Linked DNA regions of Mus musculus: region 1 is linked to region 2. The links are chromatin contacts, called in public Hi-C maps. All regions are on one chromosome and are shown on one strand. The core of a region is the stretch at or near the end of the contact, and the rest is flanking DNA. Distances in the headings are between cores, read along the strand shown.

Region 1 (5,593 bases), core at 1,781-4,280, 61 kb before region 2:
GTGTCATGTTTCAGCCTGCCAGATGATACAATAGATACAAAGGCTACAATGGATGCAAACTATCCATTGGTCCTCTAGACACTCACTTCTAAGCAAGAAGCTCCGGCTACCTAGCCTGTGTGGCTTGATTAGTAGCTGCTCATTAGCAGTTTAGGGTTTTGTTCATTTATTGTTTGTTTACTTTAATTTTTGTGTGTAACTGTTTTGCTTGCATGCGTAGTAGTGTTCCATGTATCTGCCGAGCCCCAAGGAGATCAGAGGACTACAACAGACCCCTGGAATGGAGTTAAAGAAGAATGTGAACTGATATCTAGGTTCTGGGAACTGAACCTGGGTCCTCTGTAAGAACAGCTCTGCCATCAATCCAGCCCAGCTGTTCAGTTTTGAGAAATTAAAACACAATACCTGTGGCGCAAGGAGATTCTGCTTCTGAGATGGGTCAGGCACCAGCCATGTGGCTATAGGATCTGGGTGCAGGCTGTAAAGCTATTTCAAAAAAAAAAAAAAAAGTATGCATTTGCTATTATTAAAAAAAGAAACACAGAGCTCTGTAAGCCATAACCTTAACATGAACAACGAGTGCTTATCTTTAGGAGTATATTCTTAAAGGCTTTTTAAATATTTTCTTCTGCTCCTACATCGCTGAAATTCTAGAAAACTGACTTTTGAGCTTTTCGGCTACATCCTAAATCCCATTTGATGACTTATACTGTTACTTCTTTTTAAAATGCATCCTTGTATTTAAAAATATTTCTCTTGTGACATTTTAAAGTACTAGTTATGGTCTCTCTTTCCTGTATGGAAATGTTAATTCTCCCATCTTGTTATTGTAGTTGAGCACCCATGTTCTCCAGACTGTTGGAAGACAGGCAGCCCCACCACCAGCTCACACATTCTGTGCACAAGTGCTTCCCTGACTGTCTTCGCTGAGCAATGAAACTGCAATGACGCTCTACACTTGGACCTGAACTCTGTGTGCCTTTTTGTCCAAGCACAGGGTCTGTGTTACACCAGCATATTCTTACCTATGTGGAGGCACAGGTATGCCAATGCTGCTGGTCTTATGTTGAAACATGTAAAGGTACTGGTTTGGTTTTCATTCTCATTTAGGAAAATGTGATCTAAAGTCAGCTAATAGATCCAAACAGCACAAATGGACTTTTCTTTTCAAGATGGACTTGGATGGTATTGTAAATATCATAGTCATATGATCAGCTCCAGCTGACATCTGAGTGACCTTCTAAAGTCAGCCTGCAGGATTTTCCAAGCATGCTGACTCAGGAAAGAACCAGTCACTCAAGGTCCTGTGACCTGCTTTATGTAAGTAGCAATTGTCTAGAACATGCTTTTATTATATTAAAAATCTAATTATAAGAGAATCTGTTTATTAAAAACAATGGCCGATTTGGTACTGTCTCTGTCTAAAATACATAGTAAGTACTTTGAAATACTCAGGTCTAATTATATAGATGAATAAAATGGCAACAAAAAATTGCTGTTCCTAGCAACCTTTGCGACGCTGGCGAACATTCTTCAGTTAAATGATCAACCCGGAGGTGCTTACCTTCTCCTCTGAGCTGCCAGAATCAGTCACTTTCACCTTTAAAACAGAAAAGTGACAAGGAAATGCGTGTGAGTGTGCTAAAGCTAAAATTCATTTGTTTTCAAGAATTCTCTCTAAGATTCAGCTGTACTCACCGGGAGGGAGGAGGCAATGCCAAACAGGCAAAAGCAAATCACTGCCAATCTCATGGTCGTAGTTAGTCCTGCAACATATTTTATGAGGCACAGTTGATGTCTTGTCAGGTTCAAACACACTCTTGGCACCACTAGATCACCACCAAGTCACCAATAATTTATGGAATCTTTCTACATCTCAGAGAAAATTTCAGTGAGTCAATATTTGTGTGCCTTTTCTACCTCTCCACCTCTCATCCTTAGCAAGGAAAAGGGCAATTTCACAACTCTATTCATCCAAACTTTACGTCTGGAGTCTCAGAGCTTATGCCCCCACTATCTGATGTCTCTAGAGCTCCACACCAAGATTTGTTTCACAGTAATCGAGTAATTAAAGCAACGAACTACCATGAGAGTACTTTCTGCAAGGAAGAAAAAGAGAAAATAGAATGATAAAAGAAAATTGCTTTTTCCATTTGCATTTCAAATGTGATTTTAACTTACATTATACAAAGCTGAAAGAAACAAAGATATCTTTGAATTTGAGTAAGATGTTCTATTTGGACTAATAATAATAATAATAACAACAACAATAATAATAATAATAAAAATAAAACACTGAGAGCAGGCAACAGCTTTTCTGTGCATGTTGATGAGTCTGTGTTATCACACAGGGACCTTAGTGAAAACTGTAAAAGCCAAGTGCAGAAGCGAGAAATTAAGGAAGGTTCTCTTTTGAAGTGAGACAGTTTTCTAAAAATAACTGTATCTGGTTTATATTAATATAGAGGATCCTCCTTTACTGGTCTCCACAGTCATCCAGCCACTTTAAAATGATGCAGACATTTGTTCCAAAGATACATAGAACTTTACAATGTGTGTGTGACAGGAGAGAGAGGGAGAGAGGGAGAGAGGGAGAGAGAGAGAGAGGAGGGAGAGAGAGAGGAAGAGAGAGGAGGGAGAGAGAGAGGAGGGAGAGAGGGAGAGAGAGGAAGAGAGAGAGGGAGAGAAAGAGAGAAAGAGAGAGAGAGATTACTAGCAGATCTCTCTCTCTCCTTTAGAGGACCAACTAGATTTATTTTAACTTCTACATCCAACTGGCTTTGAAAATACCGGGAAACCTGCAATGTACCTGACCAGCTTATTCAAAAAGACCAGAACAGCACGAGTCTGACTAACAAATACGACTGTTGAAAGAATGTTCTCTGGACTCACCCTCAGAATTCAGCCAGGAGAACTGCAGCCTCATGGGCCACTGCAGGCTTACCTTGGCTGGTTTCCTCCGAGAATGCCTGCCGCAGAAGACTGCAAACCCAAGCAAGGATGCTTCTTCAGTGTGAGCTGCTGGTGGCTCAGACCTCCCAGAATTTAAATGCTGGTCCAGACAGTCTCCACCAATCAGGAGGTGGAGTGATGTGTCATGAGGTTTTTGCCACTACCCGGCCCACCTGCTCCTACACTTCCTCCTCTGGTTTTGTGGTTAAAAAAAAAAAAAAGGAAGAAAAGGAAACACACACAAAGCATTACTGATGAACGATGTCATTAACTACCCTTTTCATTTATAGACTGCATTTAGAATCCCGGAAGAGCATCAGGGATCCATAAGGAAAGGAAGAGTAGATCACCCTCACAGAGACTTTGTTTATAGTTACTGAATTAGTAGAAAAACATCAATGGGGATGAAAGGTATGGATTCTCCTATCTAAGTTACAGATAAAGGCCACATGGATACACAATTTGATTCTCTCAGACTTACTTAAATCTAGAAAACTGCTGTCTCGGCAGAACTTTCAGACCCTCCCTTTTGCCTTTGTATTCGGTAGCTTAGGTTGGCCGGGCCACAGTGGCTCTGTTTTGTACTCCGGAAGATCACCATGAATTTGAGGCTAGCCTCGGCTCCATACTGTGTTCCAGGTCAGTTGGGGCAACAGAAAGTGAGACCCTCTCACAAAAGAAACAAAACCTCACAACAAAACGAAACAAAGTAACAACTCAGTTTTGACACTTGAGCTATGCAGCCGCTTGCTCTTTGTGCAAACCACACAGTGACCCTGAATTCCTCTCCTGCCTCCACTGACCTTTAGAGACGTGAACCTCGTGAACCTTGTTGCTCTGTTGGAGCAGCTGGGAGTGATGGTTCTGATGCTATCTAAACTATAATGGCCATATAGAGCAGAAGAGGTGGTTACTCCAGATAGAGCCCGCCTAAGCAAGCAGTTTGTGAGACTGGAATGCTTGCTGGGTGGGGAAGCTGCAGGAGCCAGACTGCCTTTCAGTCCTTCTGTAAGCAGTGCCAGGTGTGACCTTGGGCAAGTCACTTAGTCTATCTACAGGACAATGGATTAGTGTAAGTGCAGTTGATAGCACTTCACATTTTGCAATGCTCCTTCCCCCACATGTTAAAGAACGTGTATATTTTAACTATTACAGAAATCTTCAGCAGAGGCAAGGAGCTGAAATTTGTAATGCCTTTGAATTGATCTTTAAGCTGTACACGTTAAAGGGTTCTCTGAATATTTTTTTAAAGACACAGCTTATATTTCTGAATTATCTTTTTTGAGTTTTATTTCCTGGAATATATAAGGTTGGCTACTTAAAAAGATTTTAAAATTTGTATTAACAAAACGTTACTGAATAGTTAAGAGGTATTCAAATGAGATAAAATTATAGGTGAAGCAGACTTCTTTAAATATTTAATACTGCCCTGCAGTTACTTCCTTTCTTTTCCCGAAATGGAGAACACAGGCTTATTACCTTACATCTCCAATGTAAGAGGCATGCAGAAATTGAGATTAAAGTTAAGTCAAACCTTTGTTGTATTAGATATTAGTGCTACTTGCCAAACCCTGCTTTTAATATGAATATAGGTTAAGTAATCTTCTACAGAGTTAGAGTAAGTAGCACAAAACTGTTTTGAGCATTTGGGTTATCTCTTGATAGATGTGTTCTAAATGAATTAATATTATTACTTTGAAGGTCCTTAGCACACACTTTATTAAGATGACTCCTATGACTATCAAATATAAATCACACAGGTTTTTAACGTTGTAAAAACAGACTCCTTATTTCTTTTAAAAGAAAAAAACCTAACAACAAGCGTTTTTGCCCTTTAAGCACAACACCCACTGGAGTTTGTGTTTTCAGTGTTGTTCAGGGAAATTCCACAAATCCTAAGGCAGCAAGCCGTCCACAGGGTTTCACTGCAGTTTACTCTGCGCCCACAGGAATGATTCAACACGAATTAGGGAGGTATAGGAATAGATTTTGCTGGAGCTGCGCCACCTCGAGCTGAACCATATGACCCCTCCAGGACTCCTTTTCATTCTAACTCCCAAGTGCCACACGATGGCAGCATTTCTAGAAAGGGCAACAGACAGCCCTCAAAGGCTTCGAAGATTTTCTGAATGCATCCTTAGAGGCCGACTGTATGCACCCTGTTTCCCAGAATGCCGAGTAAGGAAGTATTTCTCAGCAATGACCCAGTTGGCAACCAGGGCCAGGGACCCTGAGAACCGAAGCACCTCTGTCCCGCTCTGTTGATGCCTTCAGCAATCCCATTGCGACAGGACTGTCTGCTTCCCTCTTCCTACACTCATACCAGCGACCTTGAGGATGAGGCTTTGCACTGGGAGCAATTCTGCAAAGCAGAGGACAAAACGCTCTTCTAACTCGAGGAGGCACGCGCTTTTGCTTTCCGAATCCAACTATGCTGCTGACATTTTCCCTGAGTGGGAATTTGTAGTTGTTTAGAATTCACACATTAAACAATTTAAATGCAGCACTGTTAGTTAGCTCTTGTATTTCTAAGTCTCAGGCTCAGCTAACAGTTGGTAGATAGGAGCAAGAGTTTAAAATGCCCAAATTCTTTGTAAATCTTGTCAGTGGAAATAAAGAAGTTTAGTTGCAAAGGGTAATT
Region 2 (6,369 bases), core at 1,352-3,851:
TGATGAAGAAATGAGCTGGGACTGTGTATGGAGGCCCCTAATCATGCACACTCTGGAATCCAGGAATAGGGGCACAGCCTCCTGGAAATGTCCCTGGCCTGTCACTGGCAGTCACTAGCCTTTCATAGAGGGATAGAGCCTGTAGTTATGACCATCTGAGGTGTGAATCCTGCTCTGTATAGTGTAGAGTTCTCTAGCTTTCTTTTCTACTCTATGGTTTCCTTCCATAACTCATGAGCCTTTTAAATGTACTGAGTGAGCTGGCTGGCTTCTCTGCCCTTTTCCCAACAGCAGGCTAGGCATTAGATTTGCGTATAATCAAAAGACCTAACTTTGATGCCAAACCCAGTGTTTTACCTAAAGAAAAAGAGACTCCTACCATAGACAGTAAAGAAGAACTCCTGGTTCATTACACATTCTTCCTGCTTTCTTTAAGGATATAAGGACATCCACGTCCAGGTCCAGTTTCCAAGAACGCCAATACCCAAACACTACGGAAAGCCTATTTCTCTGTTATTCCTTTGGGCAAGGTTGGCATGTTATAGATTATGAAATGCCCAGGTTTTGCTTTTGCTTTGCAGGTGATGAGATTGTGCTCTAGAACTTTTCCGTAAACAGGAAACTGTGGTGTGGATATGGCAAGTGGATGGGAGATGTAAAAGAAATGCATCTGACGGGCCTTTGGAAGTCTTGGGCCTCTGCCACATAGAGACTCTAAAACCTTTTCTGTTGAGATACTTTTCAGGTGAATGGTTTGGATGAAATGACCATCTTAGATCCTCCTCTGAGATCCATGACTTCTCTAGGTTTCCTGTACCAGGCAAGATTAATCAATCACCCAGTAATCTTTGCCTTCAAAACTCTTGTCAAGCGTTGGTGAGATGCCTAAGCGGGTAAGAGCACTGACTGCTCTTCTGAAGGTCCTGAGTTCAAATCCCAGCAATTACATAGTAGCTCACAATAATCCGTAATGAGATCTGATCTTCTGGTTTATCTGAAGACAGCTACAGTGTACAGTATAATAAGAAATTAATCTATGGGTTGGAACGACCAGGGACTAAGCCAACAGAGTTGACCAGAGCGAGTGGGGCTGACTGGAGTGAGAAGAGGTCCTAAATACAATTCCCAACAACCACATGAAGGCTCACATCCATCTGTACAGCTACAGTGTACTCATATACATAAAAAAATTAAATAAATAAATCTTAAAAAAAACCCCAAGAACCAAAAAAAACTCTTGTCAGGAACTAGTTCAAATAACTGCTTAGAGTGTTATACTCTTAAAAAGAAAGTTCTAGTGACTTTGGAAGGAGTGGGCTCGGGTCTACTGACTTGCTGTAGAGTCTCCTGTGTATTATTTAATTTTCTATAATGTGGCAGCTAGTCTTGTTAGTTGAAAACAGTGTATTCTTGGATAGTGTATTCCTGGATAGATCACGCCAAGCCAGCACAGTTCTCACCAGAGAGGTCCTTTATTGAAAGAGAAGCAAGGAAGAGAAAAAGAGAGAGATGGGTTGGGGTCCATGTCTTTTATCCGAGAGGTAGGTAAACTCAGGTGTTGACAAGGGCAGGTGATGCAAGTAAGGCATGCTGGAGGGTGGGTGGGGGTGTGTGGGATGGTTGCCATGGCAATGGATGCAGGAATGTCCTGTAGTCTAGGGATGATGTCATCTCTGGATTAAGAGGCTGGCTGTAAACAGCTTCTGAAGCTAATGAGTCTTCCTTGACTAAAGCTAGCAATTTCCTGTGGGACCCAAGCAAGTTATTAGTCGCTACTTTCTTAACTGCTAATTGGCTGCAACTATTATCCCTACTTGATGGTATTGCTGTCCCAAGAGGGAATGGGTAATTGACGTAAGGCTTTAACCCAATACTTGATGCATAAAACAAATGATCTATGAGCATGGATGGTGATTGCTGGTAATATGAGCAGTTTCCTCTGGTCTGAGCCAACACTCATTCATGCTTTTGATAAGGATACAAATTCTGGGGTTCAAATTGCGGTCAACCTTTTTTTCCTGCTGCTTTCAAACTGTTTAACTTTAGCCGAATGACTCACCTTTCCTGTGCCTCAGTTTACCCACATGCAAAGGCAGAGTGATGAGGACTCCTATCTCACAGAATGTTTGGTAGATTAAATAACATAATTCACACAAAGACCTTGATAGAACGTCAGGTACAGTGTTGCTCCTTCTCTGCCTGTTTGCTTCATTTCACTTTCTGGTCATGGGACTGTCACTAGTCTAAACAGAACCATTATTCTGAAAGAATCGCCTCTGCCAGGGGTCCAGGAAACATTTAAATGCTTACAAGACTGAGAAAGACTTGCAGGTCAATCAGTCAAGTCCAGAGTATCTAACTCTCTTAGATAAATATTTTGCTGAAACCAAAAAATTACACGTTTAGGCTAAAGAAGAATTCATGAGGAGGGGAACAGAGAAATTCTCGGGAATGTCCACACAAATAGACAAGGATGTGGCTTGCTACATCACATACAGAGGTGAGCTTTCCTGACCTTCTGGCTGGCTCTAGGCAGCTCTGAGTCAGAGCCATGCCCTCCCCTGTCCCTGCCCAAGGCCACTTCATAGGCAAGTGCGAGTCCCCAGACAGTTCCCGGGATGCAATGACCTTGCGATCTCACGGCTCCACTAGCAGGAATATGATATTGTGAAAGCAACTCCCACACAGGAAATTGGATATTTGGCGCCTTGCCCTGACTTCCATCCTGATTTACCAGCTGACCTTGGGCAAGCCATTGCTTTTGCTCCAGTTCTGTGAAGTGTAAAATAGAAAGAATAATGTACATTTCTCCAAATTCATGGGCTTATCACCAAGACTGAACATATACAGAAGTCACTTAAAAATTGTAAATATTTTCATCCATTTATGTTAGCATAAGAGAGCAAAGGGGTATGTATGCATGGACAGGAATGTACAGTATGTAAGGACAGGAAAACTTGAGAGTAAGTTCCCTCTGACCCCTGTTGACCTTGAGCCTTGCATAACTCCCTTGCTCTTTCTGAATCCTAGTTTCTTTAGTTAAGGAGGTATGTATGCATGCAATTTCAGGTAAAAATATGATTGCTAATGTTCCTGACAGACTTCCTTAGTGTTACTTTGCCCTTCTCCCTCTCCCTCCTCGCTCCCCCTATCCCAAATAAAGTGCTCTCCAGTATGCCCTCCTCATTGTACAGTGCCGCCCTCCTCACTGCACGGTGCCCCTTCCTCACTGCATGGTGCCCCCTCCTCACTGCATGGTGCCATCCTCCTCACTGCATGGTGCCATCCTCCTCACTGCACAGTGCCACCCTCTTCACTGCATGGTGCCACCCTCCTCACTGCACGTGCCCCCTCCTCACTGCATGGTGCCCCCTTTACTTTCCTGGTACCTGTGCTTACTCCAGCTTAATGTTCTCATATGAAGATTTGGAGCTAGGGATTACAGGTGAAAGAGATGTAGCATTTGCCTCTGGGCATACATATACATATACATATACATATATCACATACATATACATCATATACATATACACATACACATCCATACATACACACATATACACATACACACACACATACACATACACATACACACACACACACAAATACACATACACATACATATACAGTTTAAGTGATGTTGTTCTACTTGGGTTGATAACCATTTATATACACACACACACACACATACACACACACACATACACATACACACACACACACACATACACATACACATACACATACACATACACATACACATACATATACAGTTTAAGTGATGTTGTTCTACTTGGGTTGATAACAATTTATACACACACACACACACACACACACACACACACACACGCACGCACGCACATGCACACACCAAGAACCATTAGCAGCAACCCCATTGGAATTGTTGGTCAGAGGGACTCCCCAAACAATACAAGCTATTGTTATTGCCCTTGCTTGCTTCCCAGAGGTTGAAGTCCCTATTGCTGAAAACACCATTCACCTCAGACCCAGGCCTTGAGGAGCTGAGTGGGATCTGACCTGGGAGTCTATTCCCTGAGGACTAGATCTCATAGAACTGCAGGGTGTAATGCAAGCTGCCAAGGTGGTAAACCAAGTAAGAGTCCTACCTAGCCAGGATGCCTGTGAGCTACAACAGTGTCCAGCGTAGTATGATACCCCTAATGGTGAAATAGAGGCTAGTGGTACAGAACAATTAATCATGGGGTGCTTAGCCCCAGTTGATACATCTAAAATGCAGTTCCTGAACCTAAGGCCCAAGGCTCATGGTAGGAGAGGAGGCAGAAAGACTGTAAGAGCCAAAGGACCAGGGAATTAATTTTCCTAGAAATAACAGGGCATCTTCACCCATGATACTGCAATAAGACAGCTGCTTAAACAAGACTTGAGCAGCACAACACCAATAGACATGCTAACACAGAAGAGGCAAATGTCATGGGGCCCCACCCATAAACAAGGAATGCTGAGAAGGAGAGAAATAGTTTTTCTCAGGGAAGAAAACATTTCATTGCTTATTCAATACTAAGTGGTCAGCCCTGAAATTATATAATACAAGTAACACTAACACTATGTGGACTGTGTCTCATATACACACACACACACACACACACACACACACACTCATATATATATATACATACACACACACTCATATACACACACACACACACACACACATATATATATACCCACACACATACACACACACACACATATGTATATGTTGCAAATATATATGTGTGTTGCTAGTATATATACATATGTGTGTATTTGTGTGTGTGTATGTTTGTGTGTGTGTGTGTGTGTGTGAGAGACTGTAACAAAAAAATAAGAGGCCATGAATTTAAGAGAGAATTGGGGGTGGGAAGGAGATGGAAAGGATTAGAGGAAAGGGAAGAGGGAAAAGATTATAATTATATTAAAAAACAAAATGAATAAATAATGTATAATAATTACTATTTCTTATGTTGTTTGTGAGTAACAGTGAGATGGAAGTTCTACAATGGCGTGCCTCATTTCTCCTGGATTGGAGTCCAACTTCAGGATCCACATATAGTCTCCACTGACATCACATAAAAAGATGTAGAGGCTCCTTACAGACTGCTGGGGACAGAAGTCCTGGCTCTATACTGGCTTTTCTTACCACCTCAACTGTACCTTGTCACAGTCTACATGTTGTCGGCAGTAAAGGTCTAGCCAACAAACCAGCTAGAAGTTGTGTATTTAAAAAGATTCCTTGCTGTGATTGTTCAAATGGTTAAGCAAGGAAAACATGGTTTCTTTCCTTTGGTACAAGTTGAAGGGGACAGAGAATGAAGTAGAGAAGAGAAAGGACCCTCTCAGGAAGGATGTGGTGTGATAGTGTAACCAGGACAAATTCCATGTGAAGAAGATGACAGATTCTGCTCTGGGATTGTCCACAAGAGCACCCATTTGTCTGGGCCAAAGATTACACGTTTGTGTTGGAGACAATACGCACGCTCCCTTCCCAGTTCAAAAACATTGAGAAAGCTAAAAAGGACTGTCAGTTCCTTCAGCTAAATTACAGCTTCTGTTTGGCCCAGGAACCCACTTGTAAGTATGTTTGCCATACCATGTGGCTACTGTTCTTGCGGTTGCCCAAGACCATTGGCAGAGTTGAGAAGCAAGCCCCACCCCCTCATCATTTAGTGAGTTTGTGGGCATTGCCTGGGAGAATTCAGACTTCCTAAACTTAGCTTCTTGAACTGGATATTAGCCATCAACAAAGTTCTAAACTGTCTTATATATTTCTTTCTGTTGTAAAGTATTTGATTGTGAACTTCAAATACATACAAAGTATAGGCTTCATAACGAGTGATCATCTACCCTTGGCCAGCCTCGCTAGACAGTTTTTGCTGTGTCTTGTTTCTTTCATATTTGAGCTCACTTGAGTGTTCATTTCTCCTACCCAAATGACTAACACATGTTCCAGGCCTAAAGGCATTTTTGTAATGGGGACTACTTTAAGATTGGGGCATTTAAAGAACATCCCCTCCCCTGTCATTGTCCCGAGATTTCAACTTATCCTTCTAACGTCTTTTATTTCCTTCATTTTCCTTTCTCATCATCATTTCATGCTGGGGTGACAGCTGGCTCCCAAACCCAACTCTAGGAGAAACTCACATAACCACACCTAGCCCATGCATATGCTTCCGTAGCAGGCTACCGAACCGCACAAGCCATCAGGGCTGCCATCCCTCCCAGACTTCCGGACTCCCCACTTTGGTCCTTTCCCAGCATGCTCCCGGAGCTGCTGTCAGAACAGGCTGTTAAAATAGCAGTTATCCAGGCTGGCTCTCTGCCTGATTGGCCTTCTGAAAAGCAAATTCT

What was found. A called contact is a pair of places that touch in the nucleus more often than the background predicts.
Region 1: a Hi-C map of Sertoli cells shows a contact between it and region 2, with 2.9 times the contacts expected there. The contact joins the promoter of Spp1 here to the enhancer-like site in region 2. A contact is called at or near these places in 1 of 39 promoter capture datasets (macrophages), 1 of 15 datasets of contacts at CTCF or cohesin (the NIH/3T3 cell line), 11 of 484 Hi-C or Micro-C datasets (the C2C12 cell line, CD8 T cells, the MC38 cell line and 6 more), 7 of 115 datasets of contacts at active chromatin or transcription factors (acute myeloid leukemia, bone marrow-derived macrophages, embryonic fibroblasts and 2 more) and 3 of 9 other capture datasets (adipose tissue, macrophages and pancreatic islet).

Annotation. Positions count from the first base shown.
Region 1 is chr5:104,432,548-104,438,140 of GRCm38.p6, reverse strand. It overlaps Spp1 (secreted phosphoprotein 1), which reads right to left and starts at 3,030. Exons shown (of 7, transcript NM_009263.3): 1 at 2,945-3,030; 2 at 1,699-1,766; 3 at 1,565-1,600; 4 at 406-486. The coding sequence starts at 1,752. RefSeq lists enhancers at 2,143-2,179, 1,929-2,248, 3,060-3,106, 3,724-3,732, 3,737-3,764, promoters at 2,944-3,934, 2,985-4,465, 3,008-5,593 and a cis regulatory region at 4,414-4,428.
Region 2 is chr5:104,370,718-104,377,086 of GRCm38.p6, reverse strand. No RefSeq gene overlaps it. Among named protein-coding and RNA genes, the nearest start is that of Mepe, 49 kb to the right of the region's middle. Within about 2 kb of position 2,601, at least 64 of the 459 cell types and tissues checked have an H3K27ac peak or open chromatin away from gene starts, as enhancers often do. A contact at or near this core is called in the C2C12 cell line, the NIH/3T3 cell line, Sertoli cells and 2 more, where this site is marked.